Regions from separate parts of the Rattus norvegicus genome. Here region 2 is linked to region 1. Evidence: chromatin contacts called from public HiChIP or PLAC-seq data. All regions are on one chromosome and are shown on one strand. The core of a region is the stretch at or near the end of the contact, and the rest is flanking DNA. Distances in the headings are between cores, read along the strand shown.

Region 1 (7,755 bases), core at 3,282-5,781:
TACTTCACTACCAATGTAATTTCATTCATGGTTCTTACAAAAACAAAAACCCTCAAAACTTAAAACAACCAAGCAAGCAAAATAAGACAAAAAGGAATGCTAAACAGCAACAAATCCATTTAGTTTGCTTTGTGTTGATCAACTGCTCTTGGGTGTAGAGCCTGCCCTGCAGTGTGGCTGACACAGCCAGTATCATTCCAATGGAGAAAATTTAAAAAAAAAAGAAGAAAGAAAGAAAGAAAGACAGGAAGGAAGGAAGAAAGAAAGAAAGAAAGAAAGAAAGAAAGAAGGAAAGAAAAACAAAAACAAAAAAACAATAGAAATTTTGCCTCAACACAGTAAAAGGAAAGAATCAACTCCTAAAAATTGTTCTTGGACCTCCGCATGTACACTGAAACACACATACATGCAAACACAAATGTTTGCATACATACAAAAAACAAAAATAATAAAAATACGTTTTAAATCACACACACACACACACACACACACACACACACACACACACACACACACACACACACAGGCTATCTACCAGCAATGGGCATGTAGTACATAGTTGCTTACTAGGGCAACCATAAAGAATACAAAAGATAGCATGCACCACTTTCACAGGTAAAAGTATTCTGTCTCTGCTGCTGAGTGAGGTGTCATAAAGCTCCATTCATGAGCTCCCAAAGGAACATGACCTATCTGGTGGTCTGAATAGGAATGGCCCCCATGAACGTATGTGTTTGAATGCTTGGCCTATAAGAAGAGGCACTATTTGAAGGTGTGGCCTTGTTGGAGTAGATGTGGCCTTGTTGAAGGCCTTGTGTCACTATAGAGGCAAGTGTTAAGGTTATATATGATCAAACTATGCTCCATGTGATATACGTCTCTCCTTGTTGTCTTCAGATTAAGATGTAGAACTCTCAGCTCCATCTCTAACACCATGTCACCCTGAAGGCTGCCATCCTTCCCACCATGATGATAATATACTAAAACTCTGAAACTGTAAGCCAGCCCTAATTAAATATTTTCCGGTATGAGAGTTGTCATGGTCATGTTGTCTTTTCACAGCAATAAAACCCAAAATAGGACAACCTACTTGTCATCCCTGCATACTTGTGATTATAATTTAATTACAACATTTCTGCCATCCCTTTCCTCCCTCTAAGCCCTCACATATACCCCGCCCCTCCCTCCTTCAGATTCATGATTACATGCAATCTTTAGCAAACTTAACCAACAGAAGTTTGTTCTTTTACAGTTCTGGAAGTCAAAAGTCAAATACAGGTGTTAAAGGGTTGGTTCCTTCTGTAGATTTTGAGGAAATAATGTGTTTTAGGACACTTTGATTTACAGATTCTCCAATTGTCTCTTCCTATTGTCCTTCTTCTATGCATTTCTACTGCCAAATGACCTATTGTTATAAGGACATCAGTCACATTAGATTAAGACCAACTATTGTGTCTTCATTTTGATTTTATAATCTCTGTGAAGACATTTCCTCTAAAGCCGGCCACTTTGAAAGTTAGGGTATGGTCTTATTTTTAACATATTCTAACAAATTATCACAGAATATTCACTAGGTAGTAGATATAAGCACTAAAACTCAGGTAATTTAAACAGCATAGAAAAGTGATTTGGGATTACAGGTTTAGAGATATTCATTGGCTGTTAATCATGAGACCCATTGTTTCGAACTTGCAGGGACACATCAGAGCAGGAATATGTACTGGAAAATATCATTTACCTTGTGATTAGACAATAGAAGAAAGGTGAAGCAATCTGGGTCCTCCCAGTCTCCTTTGAGACTGACCTGGGAACCTCTCACTAAGTTCTTTTCAAAAAGTCACCTCCTCCAAGCAGCATCATGCTAGGAACCAACTTTTACTTATATGGAATTTAGGGGATACTTAAGATCCACGTTTTGACAGACTACAACACACGAATCTGAGGAATAAGTGCTTCAAGATATAACAATCTGTTCTCTGATCTCCGTCTCATTGGCAAACTATATTCAACTCATGCCAACTTTTCCACATCTAACCATTCCAGCATTAGCCTCAGTCTGAAATCAAACCTCATTTAAATAATCCAAATAAGTTATGCATGGAACTTGGAAGAAAGTAGCTCTTTGTCTATGAATTATAAAAGCAGTTATCTATTTTCCAGATACAATGACGAGACGGTTATAAAAATGATAATCCTTTTTCCAAAGCGAGATCCTGGCGGGGGGCGGAGGGAAGCTCATCGATTGCAAATAAGTTCAAAACAAACAGTGCAAATTCCATCAGCTTTTAAGACTGGACTATTCTCTTTCATTTTTTTTTTTTTGTTAACTCAATGTGTTGCTTTCTGGACAGACTAGGGTGTAATAGAGGCGCCTGGACTCTGAGTAGTCACAGACCTTGTGTTCCCAGCCTTGTGCTCCCTGAGAAGCATGGAAAGCAGCAACAGAACTGGTTGGTGAGCCCCCATCTGGCTCACTCTTCTATTTTATAAAAGATCGTGTATATCTGATGCCAGATGTTTCTGTTCTTCTCGCTTCGGCCTAGAGAATACAAGAAGCTTGGCTGTCTCCATTTTATACCAGCCTTTCTCCTCAGTAGAGGTGAGAAGGGTTTCTGCTAATAGGAAATTCACAAAAGTCTCCACTGCTTTGCAGTTAGCATTGGTCAAGCCACGAGACAGAGGGTACCCCACAGGGCAGTTGTGTATAACTGCATCCTGATTCCTGGCTTTTCCTGATAGTAGGTCAGATCCAGGGTGCAGATATCCTTGGAGTCTCATTTCTGTTTTTCTTTACAGGACATGTCTTACTGTTCTTTGTTGCTGCTGCTGCTGCTGCTGCTGCTGCTGCTGCTGCTGCTGCTGCTGCTGCTGCTGCTGCTGTTGCTGCTGCTTTTAAATGATACAGATAGGAGCTAAGTTTCTAAGCTTTCAAGTTGTGAATATTTTTTCCTTTAACAATTTCCTCTTTCATTTTTCTCTCTCCTTTCACATTTCACTATAAACAGCATGGAAAAACTTGGATACACTTCCAACGTTTTGTTTAGAAATCTCAGCTAAATACCAAGTTCATCCTTCACAAATTATATTTTCCATGAAGAAAACGTGGAGCATAATTATGCCAAGTTCTTTGCCACTTCATAATAAGGATTATCTTTCCCGTGGTTTCCAATAATGTGTTTCTCATTTCCATCTGAAAACTTGTCTTCGGCGCTGTTGGTCTCCCTGTCTCTTCCTGGCAGTATGATCTTTGTGTACTAAGCACTTCAGATCCAGTCACGTTACAAAGCTATCTCCACAACAATCTAAGGTACTGGTTCCAGCATGACCCAGCTGGTTCCCGTAGAACCATAAGCTAAACAACCGAGCATCCTAGACACAGGCTAGATACCTAAAAACCAGGGTCAGCAAGATTGGCACTTTCTGGAGTTTACATGGAAAGGATACGTCCAGGCACTTTCCAAAATGTGAGACAGGAGAGGCAGAAGCCAAAAGAGAGGCAGTTGAAATAACAAATCCTTAATCAAGGTTGATTATACTTCCATAGCATCACACTTAACTTCATAACTCTGAAGCCTCTAACGTGTTTTATAGACTAAGAAACCAAGAGACTAAAAGGAGAAACAAATTACCCAAGGGCACTCTGTTGATAAAACTTAGAACCATGCTAGAGTAGTTAGAAACTCATCCTTTAACCGATGACAATTTATTACAAAGGAAAAACAAAAGGGAAATATGGATATACTCTACATAAAAAAATCTAACATACAGTATAAAAGTAACTCATTCTAATCATTTCATAATCTGAAATTAGGACACTAAATACATCCGTAATGTCATATTTCAGGGTACTACCAAGCGATATAAATGTGACAAAAATACTTTCCATGGCTGAAGCTAGGGGTCCTCAGTGAAGCGCCTGCTTGGATTGAGCAATGCCCTGCATTCAATCCTAGGGCTGGGAAGCATAGGTGTGTCCATGCAGCAAACTGGTTACTCTTATAAGTTCATTCAAAAGACCATTTGGTTTAAGTGTTTGTGTCACTCATGGAAGAGAGCTATGGGAATGACCTGCCTCAGCCTGTTTCCATCTGCTGTGCATAACTAGAACTTACTTGGCCTTCATGTGTTATTAAAGATCTAGAAATTATTCCTTTGTAATCCTTTCTCTCCTGTTGTAGCATTAGACGTATGAATAATATTCTTTGACTCTATTTCTACCCTGATTTATCCTCTAAAAGACACCCCTAATGTGGATGTTGGAAATGTGTGTTAGACATTGCTTTGTCTTGATCACGATGGTCACAAACAGTGCTGTTGGTTTGAAATCTAAACTGACTCTACAAGCCCTAGTTGGGATGGGGAAGTGCTTTCTATGCGCTCCATTAGCTGTAGCCAGGGATTTCATCTTGTCTTAGACTCAGGGAACTAATTATTAACCTTCCCACTCCACTTTAATCACTGCACGTTTATTTCTCATTCCTTGAATGCAGTTGTGGTTTTCAGAAGAGGAATGTAAGATGCTCAAATCCACCACCAAAGAAATACACAGGGCTTCTCTACTTTCTCCTGCCTAGTTTCACCTACCACCATTTTTGGGTTCAGTCTCCAGATTTCCTAACACGCATTGGGGTTTCTTTGTGTGGCATCCATTAAGAGACAAGGGCACAGCCTGCCACACAAAGCTGCCAAAGAAATGTCATCTTTATCAAACGTGAACAAACCCAGAATAGAGCATATTCAAAGAGGAAAGTAAAAAAAAACACCGGCCCCTCCCCCTTTATAAAGAGTGATTTATATTCCTAGTTACAGCCTCTGATTACAGTTGTAGATTCCAGCAGATTCTTTACAGCTAAGAAAATGTGTCTCTTAAGGCAGAGATCCAAATTTCTGAATCGTGACAGCAACAGCTGAACACTAAAGATAGACAGTCAAAACACCGTTTTCTGTACATTTTCAGTTGTTAAAAAGCAGTTACAGTACATTATGTCTGAGATATATTGTTTTAACCCTGTGAGGCTCTGCTAGCTGAATATTTATGATGAAAAATACTGTTATTTTATGCTTTCATTGGCTAGATAAGGTTCTAAAAGTAGTCTTGGCTTTTCATTTTTGGTGTGACATTTTCAAATGGAGTGTGTGTGTGTGTGTGTGTGTGTGTGTGTGTGTGTGTGTGTGTGTGTGTGATGTATACGTAATCATTAAGGGTAGGCTCTCATTTTAAATAAATGAGACCCCATTTTCAATACACAAGTCCCCTCAAATGGCACTCCCAATCCCTGCCTTGCCAGAACTTTCTCTAGATATTTCTGAGGTTCCTTTTCTTAGTTCCTTCAGGAATCTTCTCAAGTCTTACCCTCAGAGCCTGTATCAATCTCCTTACATGAACCAGCACTTTTGCCCTCCTTCCCACTCTCTGAGATCTGTTCTAACATTTCCTACCACTCTTGGGATTACCACTGCTAGCACACATATCCTGTGAGGACAGAAATTTTCACTGTTTTGCTTGCCACATTGACCCCAGTCCCTGTAGCAGTACTGGCCATATGGTAGGTATTCAATAAACGTCTGTTTAATAAAGAAAATCACATAGATGAACTGCAAAAGTATTCACTCTGGGCTCCCATGAAGCACCATCTGCCCCATTGTCAGTCGCTTCAACTGACTACTTAGGCAATTTTATTTTTATACACATTGAGAAGAGATGCTGAAAGACACCATCAGTAGGACCAGCTACAGGCAGGAGCCTTGACATAAATTCATAACTCCTTAAGGCTCTTGAGCCATCATGGCCGAGGTTCCATTGAATCCTGATTCTCTATAAACAGAGATATAGCACACTTCTCTGTTCCTTAGTGCGAATGCTTCTTGTGAGATGGAAGACAGAGCAAATGTGAACTTGTAACCTTCCCAGTAGAGTAGCTGCACCACCACCCAGCAGGCTTTGCTTTCAGATGGCACAATGGTAACACTGTGTGCTGAGCAGTGATTCACTGAGAAACTGGAGCTCCGCCAAAGGCAGGAAGGCAATCTGCACAGAAGCCTCCATGGCATGCCTTTCTTTTGATTTCAAAATTAGAGCAAAAGTTTGGGGAAAGGTAAATGTCCAAGTGACACATACCCCTCAGACAAAAGACTCACTATCATGTGAATTTTTATTATGGGTTTTTAATACTGGAGTTGTCCCCAAAAGGGCTTCATTTCAGTAAATTAATCAAACTATTTGAATTTAATTTTTACCTATTGAAACTGATGATAAGGATATAATAAAAATGAAGATAGTGAGAAAAACAATGGAAACAGTCCACACAAAATTACATTGTCAGATGGCAAAAATATGTAGTAATAATGTTTATTGGGATTGTGAAAAATGTCTGCTAAAATCGCAGCTGGATAAAAAGGGAATGAGATGCCAAGGTGCAAGACCCTTACATCTGTATAGAAATCTATGTGATTCAGTATTCAAAAACACTGAGCCTGTTGTCAAGGAGACTATGGGAAGCACAGTAATTCTCTTCATAATTCTAAGCTATCATTTACACTGTCCAAAAACACAGCATTATAATTAAGAACTATTTTGCCATAGATAACATTATATTTTCTAAAGAGAAATCCTGATGTTTTTGTTAAGATTCCTAAGCACAAAACCACAGCAGTCTATAAAAATCTGCATGTAAAAATACTTCTGTGAAGGCAAATTAAACCCCGATAAACTGAAGTACAATCAAGAAAAAGCGTGGCTTTAATGAATGATTTATCTAGAGTCTCTGCCTTGAAATCAGATCCAAGCAACCTTCCTCATCACCCTGAGCCTATAAGTTTTCTGTTTCTGTTTCTCGACTACAGACATAAATGCTCCTATCAAGTACCCTACAGAATAATTTATGTAAATGAGCTAATTATAATTTAAATTTTAAATTGCACTTCATTTTCAATTGCAATCTGGTACATATATTTGGGTAGTATACTGCCTGCGAGGTTTACAGTGTTATAGACATCACATTCATTTTTAAGGATTATCTGTAAAGAAAGACAATTCAGCAACATGGCTGCATTTGGGTGTCTATTGGTCTACTTTTTTCACCTCCAGGATTAAAGAATTTTAGGAGAGGGGAAAATACCTTGATTTCATGGATATATGAATATATAATAGTTTTTAACAGAGCAAGAATAACCACTATCTCCATTTTCCAATAATTGAAAGGACAATATCTAATCTTTTTATTAAAAGTAGAAAAAAAGGACAAAAGGGGAATAAAGATTTGCTGAGAGGTTATTTTTATTAAAACTGAAATATATTCTCAGGTTATGGTGAAATAATTACAGCATACCAGCTTTCATATAGAAAAAATTTTACGAACTTTGAAGACCATGAAATTTGGGGTCAAATGCCTTAATGATGTTTTAACAACTTTCTGTCATGATTCTACACTGTTTGTATAATGCCAGTACACCTAGAGTAAATCTAAGGCTGGCACTTGGAATTTCATTACCCTAGGAATTCTCAACCTGTCCTTAAAGTTTGATGCCTTGTGAATCAGGCACTGGAGTATGAGACCTAGAAATCTTTGTTTCTGATAAGCTTTCATTTGATTCTGGTAGACAAAATATCTGTGAGCCATGCGCCACATCAAGCTTTTGGAGTTGATTTTATGAAGTTCTAGTATTTATTGAAAGAAAGGGAAAACTATGCAATTACTAAAAGATGATTAAGATTCCAGTGACTAGACAAAAGGTGACTACAGTTACAAGATGAAC
Region 2 (6,771 bases), core at 3,060-5,559, 270 kb before region 1:
CCTTTGTCATTCTTTAAATTAAAAAGCAGTTATCTGCAAGTAGTATCAGCCAATCAAAACTATTGTCTGTCCAAGGAGCCAGTCGGTGGGTAAGTATGATGATGAAGTTTCACAGAAGGGACACAGGTATGTGGCTGGATGACCCCTTAGCTAAATGTCACTGAGCAAAGGCCAATGAATGAGGCTGGTAAGCAACCACCATTTGTGTTCCAGCCCAAGACCTCCTACATCCCTAAATTCAAGTATGATTTGCAAAAGGTGGTAAGGTTTCCATTCCATAAACGATTTAACAGTTCAGGAAATAAACCCAGTGGAACTTTTCAGATAACAGACATGAGCACTGTGCTTGAGATTTTTGGTTTGTTTTCTTTTTGCACCATGGGAACCCTAGGCAATATTCCTCAAGTTCTTAAGATGGATGTCTTTGTCACTTGTCCAGTTTCTCCCCTTCCTCCCTTGGGATGGCCACAGTTGCTGCTGCTGCTTCAGTAGGGTCAAGGGTGAGGTGAACCCAGAGGGGAACCGGAAGAGGTTTACTTACTGTTCGCTGGGAAGTGAGGAGTTCCTTGACATCGCTTTTGGTGACAAGTCATAGTCGCTGTCGGATCTGTAGAGAAAAGACTCTCTGCGTTGGCTGTGCCCAGGGAAGGCGGCATGAAGTACCAGTCCTGAAGAAGAGCTGGCTTGAGGGTCCAGTGGGCTCCGACCTGGAGAAGGGCCATTTTCCACATCAAAGCTTCAAAGGAAAGCGGGAAAGTCTGGTCAGTTAAGAACTGCAGAGGACAGTTCACAGATACGGAGAACTTACAGGTGGCAGGCACTGCGTGCCAGGCTCACCCCGCAAAGCTTTGCGGAGAGTTTTAGTCTGTAGCACAGGTCTTGGTTGCAAGGCTTCCTGTTTTGTCCATAGAAAGGCAAGTTCCACAAACTCCACTCATTACCCAGGTTTACTAACCTGGTCGTAAAATAGTAACCCAGAATTTGGACCCAAGGGCAAAGCTTATGACTTCTCCAGAGCCTGACCAAATGTCACAGAAGCAGAAGATAAATAAATAAAGTTGTTGATAACGAGCAACTCCAGAGGGCGGAATCCAGCACAGCTCTAGGTGTCAGACAAAAATATCATGGGAAGGCGTCTTCCTAGCTGGGAGACTTCTTCCTTACATAAATAACAGCCTCATTAAAGAATCCAATTTGCATATTTCTGAATGTTTTGGGAACAAAGTGTTACCCTGAAAACACTGGCTGTCTGATTAGAGAGGCCCAGCCTGATATTTAATATTCATATGTAAATTTAGCCACATAAATGACTTAATTAATCTGATAACACCAAATTACTGTCCCAGGCTGCTGAGCTGGGGCTCTGGAGAAGAATACCATCATAGGCTGTCACAGCACAGGGCCAGGGAGAGTCTGATCACTGTCCCTTCCCTGGGGAAGGTACCTTCAGGCCCTGTGCTATTTTAGAAGCTTGGCATCTTGAACATCAGCAGGAGCCATTTGGGTTTTGCCCCTTGTTTCTGCCCCAGCCTGTTATCACCTTAGAGCGGCATGTCCTTCCCAAGTTTGCTTTAACCATAAGCATTTGTTTCTTTCTGCATGCACAGCTCCACGTAGCTTTGAATGGACAGAGACCACCTTCCCCAGTTTCTCTCACTCACTGCTCCGCTGTTGACCTTTTGCTGAGAGACTGTGGAAGAGGTGGGGAATGTGGGTGGTCTTTTATCCAGTTCAGCTTCCTTTATGCTTACCTAGCTGCCACAGTCCTCTCAGAAATCCTAATCTGGTGTGTGTGTGTGTGTGTGTGTGTGTGTGTGTGTGTGTGTGTGTGTGTTTTACTTTTGCTTAAATTTCTTAAATTTACAAGGTGCTTTCTGGTATATTATTTCATTAAGCCCCACACACTCTGCAAGCTATATAATCTGATTCCATTATATCGAAGGTAAATAAGACAAAGAAAAACAAACATCAGTATCGTGTTTAAGGAAACATGCTAGATCACTGGTTTCCCTGTACTCACTGAGATGGAGGTGATACATCCTAAGACCCTCAGCAGATGTCTGAGGAAACATAGCAGCCGTTCCATGCATACTGTGTTTTTCTGTATAGACACACTGGGGATACAATTTGTAAATCAGCCACAGCAAGAGATTCACTTCAACTATGACCAAGACAATTCTAAACTATACTGTAGAAATGGAGACATAGCCCTGTGGATATAAATAGTGCGAAAACACAGAGATCAGACTCTGCAGCCGAAGCGCCTCTGTGAAGAAGTAGGTGCAGGGTCACAGCTGTAATTCCAGCACTGGCAGTACGGGAGTGAGTCCTGAAAGCTCACTGGCCAGCTAGTCTACGCACGTCAGTGAAGCCCAGGTTTGCTGACAGACCCTGTGCCAAGACCTCCGTCCTACACAAGCATGTGTACACATGTGTTTACAGGAATACACACAAACACAAACACACACACACACACACACACACACACACGAATTTGTGGTAAATGCTATTTAAAACTCATGAACTATTTATTTCTAGACTTTTCCATTTCATAGTCTTGAGCCATCTTTGATGATGGGCAACTGAAAACATACAACGACCACTGATGAGGGAGAGCTAATCCGGTTGCAAGCTGGAACACCGGAAGGCCTGTTTTCCCACTCCATGTCTTTACAGCTATTCTCAACCTCAGTTCAAAACGGCGTGCTGGATAACGGAAGGCCACTTCTTTTCTAACAACACTTGTAATTGGTATGTGAGAGTCAGTCTATGAGCACCCTTGAATGATTCTCCAGGGACCCAACGTGCCATCTTGAGTAAGCCAGAAGGAGGCAGCAGACTGCCTTAACTCTAGCTTCCCGTGGAACCAGAAGGAGGAGAATTTTGATCAAAGCTGCTTTCAGACTCCATACGAAGTCTGACAGGAAGCAGTACACGGGGATTCCTGGGCGAAGGGCCAAGCAGGTGCTGCAGCCACCTACTACGTACCAGGGCTTCCGAGACTCCACAGATGAACCTTCTCAGAAGTGGTCTGGGATGGGCTCCTTCCCAAAGCTGCAGGCAAGTATGAAATCCTTTGAACTCACTTTCTTGCCAGCCTGCCTGGCTTGTACTGCACAACAAGTGGAAAGACAGTGAAGCACATTCAAACTTGCCTTGGGTGAGATCTCTACTAGCTGTTGAGACACCGAACGGTTACTTAGTAAAGAGGATTCTTTGTGACCCTCAAATCCTGTAGAACCTGTAAGTCCTGATTTTGTCTGTGAACTTTTCATCATATATATATATATATGATATATAGATATGGATATATAGGATATATAGATGTAGATATATGATATATAGATATAGATATACATATATGATATATATATATATAGATATGGACATATAATATTTATCTGTATATGTATGGGTATTTGCCTGTTCATATGTCTTGCATTACATATGTGTCCCTTTCCCTGAAGGCCAGAAGAAAGCGGAGTTACAGAGGGTTGAAAGCTACCATGTGGGTGCTGGGAATCAAACCTGGGACCTCTGAAAGGGTAGCTGGCACTCTTAACCACTGTCTCATCTCTCCAGCCTTCAGAACTCTTCTTAATGGCAAAGAAGGCAGGTTCTTAAAAGGTGAAACCAGGATCAGCCAAAGTCTATGAGTGGAGTGAACTTCTAAATTCCACGTGTAACTGTATTATTATTTTTCATCTAGGGGTACATCTTCATAGCCTTTTGATACTAAACCAGCAGAATACTTTTAAGAGTGGCTATTCAGAAGCTCTAGTATAGGCAAGACCAAAGGGTTAGTGTTTGGGATGCCAAGCAGTCTCTAGCTTGAGCATTTTGGTCAGTGCTCGCGTGATACCACTATTACGACTATCAATGCTCTCCGTACCTATACCAGTATCTGGCCAAGTACACGGACTCTTAGAACTTTTTCCATGAGGTTTCTAGTAGGGCTCGTCGTCTTCATGCTGTCAGCATTCCTGCTGTGCAGCAGCTAAGCCATGAAACAGTAGCAGGAGAAAGTGAGGCTGGGGGAGGGGTGCCCTGTCACACTTACTAAGCACATGTGCTAGACGAGCTGACACTAGATTCCTCCCCCCACATACTCTTTCCTCTTTCGTTTTCTTTTCTTCTTTTTCTTTACCCTGTAACCCTGTAGCCTAAACTCAAAAGAGAGCTTGCTGGAGTTCAGAAGAAGCCGGGAAGAGGTCTCAGTTGCTGAGAAGCAGTCTCAGTGAGACAAACGGCCTTTCACATGCCCCAGGGCACTGTCTCAAAGCAACCAGCGCAGATGTACAGCTTCGCAACAAAAGTGAATCACCAACCAGACACCAGCCCCAGTCACAGAAAAATTAGTGCGCAGACGTCACAATACATCCCACAGATCAAAGGAGTAAGGGGAGCAGTGTTGGTCCAGAGAAAGACTAAAGGAGGCCTTAACAAGTGAAATGAATATATCATACAAACCGGAAGACAATCAGGAAGCCCACAATGGGAGAAAAAAAACACATAAATAGGGTTATCATTTATTTAGGGCATTTTCTGTCTCTGCCTTAATGAGGGCACACATTTCATCTTTAGGTTTCCTTACACCCAAACATTACATAAGCAGTACAAGAAAGCTCTGTGAAACATAGGGGAGGAAGAAAATGGCCATTGCTGGCCGTTTAGTATTTTGTATGTGTGTACTACCTGTATGTGGGTGAGTGGGTGGGTGAGTAGTGCGCGTGTGCGTGCATGTGTGTGTGTGTGTGTGTGTGTGTGTGTGTGTGTGTGTTAGGGGAAGATGTAACCACCTATCCATGCAGCAGTACAGAAGCCAGAGGTCAATGGTAGATGTCTTTCTCAGCTGTTCTCTACCTACCAGGGAATCTGTTGGCGTGGCTAGACTTCCGGATGGTGACTGTCAGGGCTCTGCCTGTCTCTGTTGCTCCTCTATTCCAACAATGCAGTTACAGACACATACTGCTCCTTCGCCTAGGTTTTACATTGGTTCTGAGGCTCCAAACTCAGGTTCGTATCCCACCATGGCGAGCATTCTACTAGCTGAGCCCAGCCCCCATCTAAACATTTTTCATATTGATCTGACTATTGATTTCTTTTTAAGGTTCTGTGGCTTCTAGAACTACAACTTTCCGTGTACCCCTTAATTGTTCATTCAGCAGCTATTTTGTGGTTTTCAGAACCATTCTCTTACATTTGGTGACTGTAGTACTGTTGCTGGTGTAATTAAGGTTGCAGAGACTGACCGTTCATGAAGCTACGTTGGCATTTCAGGTGAGTTTGGAGGAGGCAGCTCATACTTTTATGGTTTTGTGAGTAGCCATATGCTTGTATGGGAGAGGTTGTCCCTGTCCAACACATGGACGGGTTAAAGACACCTTTCTTCTAGGACAAGAGACCCATCCTGGAAGTCTTGCTCAGCCATCTCCAGTGCTTTGTATACCCTCTATTCGGTTGGGTCTGCTTCTCCTGGCCCTGTTGTCATCCCTCTACACAACCAAGGGATATTTGTCTAATATCTACTGCTTTGACAGCTTTTTCCCCCTGCTTTGTCGTGGGAGATCTCATCTCCTCGGGCAGTGGTGGCAAATGAGGCTATGCATGAGAAGTGACATTCCTGGAACTGGCAGCCTTTCCCACTGCTGCCTCCAGTACAAGGCTCCCTGCTAATATCATCTTGGATCACCCTTTCCAGTGATCCTCTCTGACCCTACAGTGTCAAACTGATGCCCACCCCTCCTCTGTGCTCCCTCACAATTCTTTATATAGAACACTTGCTTTTGATATTGCCAGAAGATCAATTCCAGACACCTCCATCCCATTCCAAACTCTACAGATGTGGGTGCTTAGGTCTCTTTTATGAAATGACTTAGTATTGGCATACAATTTCTACACCTCGTCCCGTGTAACCCCACTCATTGTGGGGCTTAATATAGAATGCAATGCAAATTTTAGATACACAGCTAATACACTCTATTCTTTAAGGCATGGTAAGAAAATAAAATCTATACATGTGTGTTCCAGATACATATTTCCCCAACTATTTTCTAGTCACGATTGACTGCATCCTCAAATGCATGGATATGTTGGACTAACTATATCATGAGAGTACTTGCAGGTCTCTGTTTAACTCTCCATTTATTTAAGTGCTTCCCAATGCATTGCCATAGTCAAGAGAGGAAACGTTACCTGGTTTTGTGTCCCAGATATTTGGGTCAGAATCTTGCAAACAACAGATCCTTTAGAAAAGGTTGCCTGAGGCAATTAAAGGATACTGCAATGTGCTGAAGAATGTTTCTCCTGGCCTCTTTCTCCTTCTCACTCCCTACCCTTACCTCTATCATCTTCCGCATCTACAACTGTTGTTTCCTTTAAATGGATCTTTGAAGAATGTGACTTTACTTGATCAGTCTTACCCGGTAATGAGGTAATGATGTAAGAATAAAATCTGAAAGGAATACAATTGTGTTTTCCCTGAACCAAGCCTGCGTCATGCCAGCAGCTTCAAGGGCCCCTTCTCATCTCTCCGCTTTGTGATAAAAGCGGGGTCATCAGCTGCCTCACACCTCTGAAGGTGGCTCCTCTCAGCCCTCGGAATCTTTGCTAAACCAGCTCCAGGCTGGTGACAGGAAGGAGCCAGCAGGTGGCAGAAGGCACCACTGTTTCTCAGGGTTTTCTGGCCTCCAATTTAAGCAAGGTTTGAAGGGAGATGAGAAGTCCACTTCCTGAGCCCGGAAGGAAAAATGAGAGATAAAGAACAGAAGC

Evidence for each region. HiChIP or PLAC-seq counts read pairs in DNA pulled down with a chosen protein or histone mark.
Region 2: a contact with region 1 is called in an H3K27ac HiChIP or PLAC-seq map of oligodendrocytes, with 6 times the contacts expected there. The contact joins two enhancer-like sites. A contact is called at or near these places in 1 of 12 Hi-C or Micro-C datasets (hepatocytes) and 1 of 1 datasets of contacts at active chromatin or transcription factors (oligodendrocytes).

What each region holds. Positions count from the first base shown.
Region 1 is chr5:122,201,712-122,209,466 of GRCr8, reverse strand. All of the region lies in intron 3 of Pde4b (phosphodiesterase 4B), which reads right to left. Among named protein-coding and RNA genes, the nearest start is that of Pde4b, 180 kb to the right of the region's middle. Within about 2 kb of position 4,531, at least 46 of the 93 cell types and tissues checked have an H3K27ac peak or open chromatin away from gene starts, as enhancers often do.
Region 2 is chr5:122,473,234-122,480,004 of GRCr8, reverse strand. Pde4b (phosphodiesterase 4B) reads right to left here. Exons shown (of 17, transcript NM_001398935.1): 4 at 542-736. Among named protein-coding and RNA genes, the nearest start is that of Sgip1, 290 kb to the left of the region's middle. Within about 2 kb of position 4,309, at least 28 of the 93 cell types and tissues checked have an H3K27ac peak or open chromatin away from gene starts, as enhancers often do.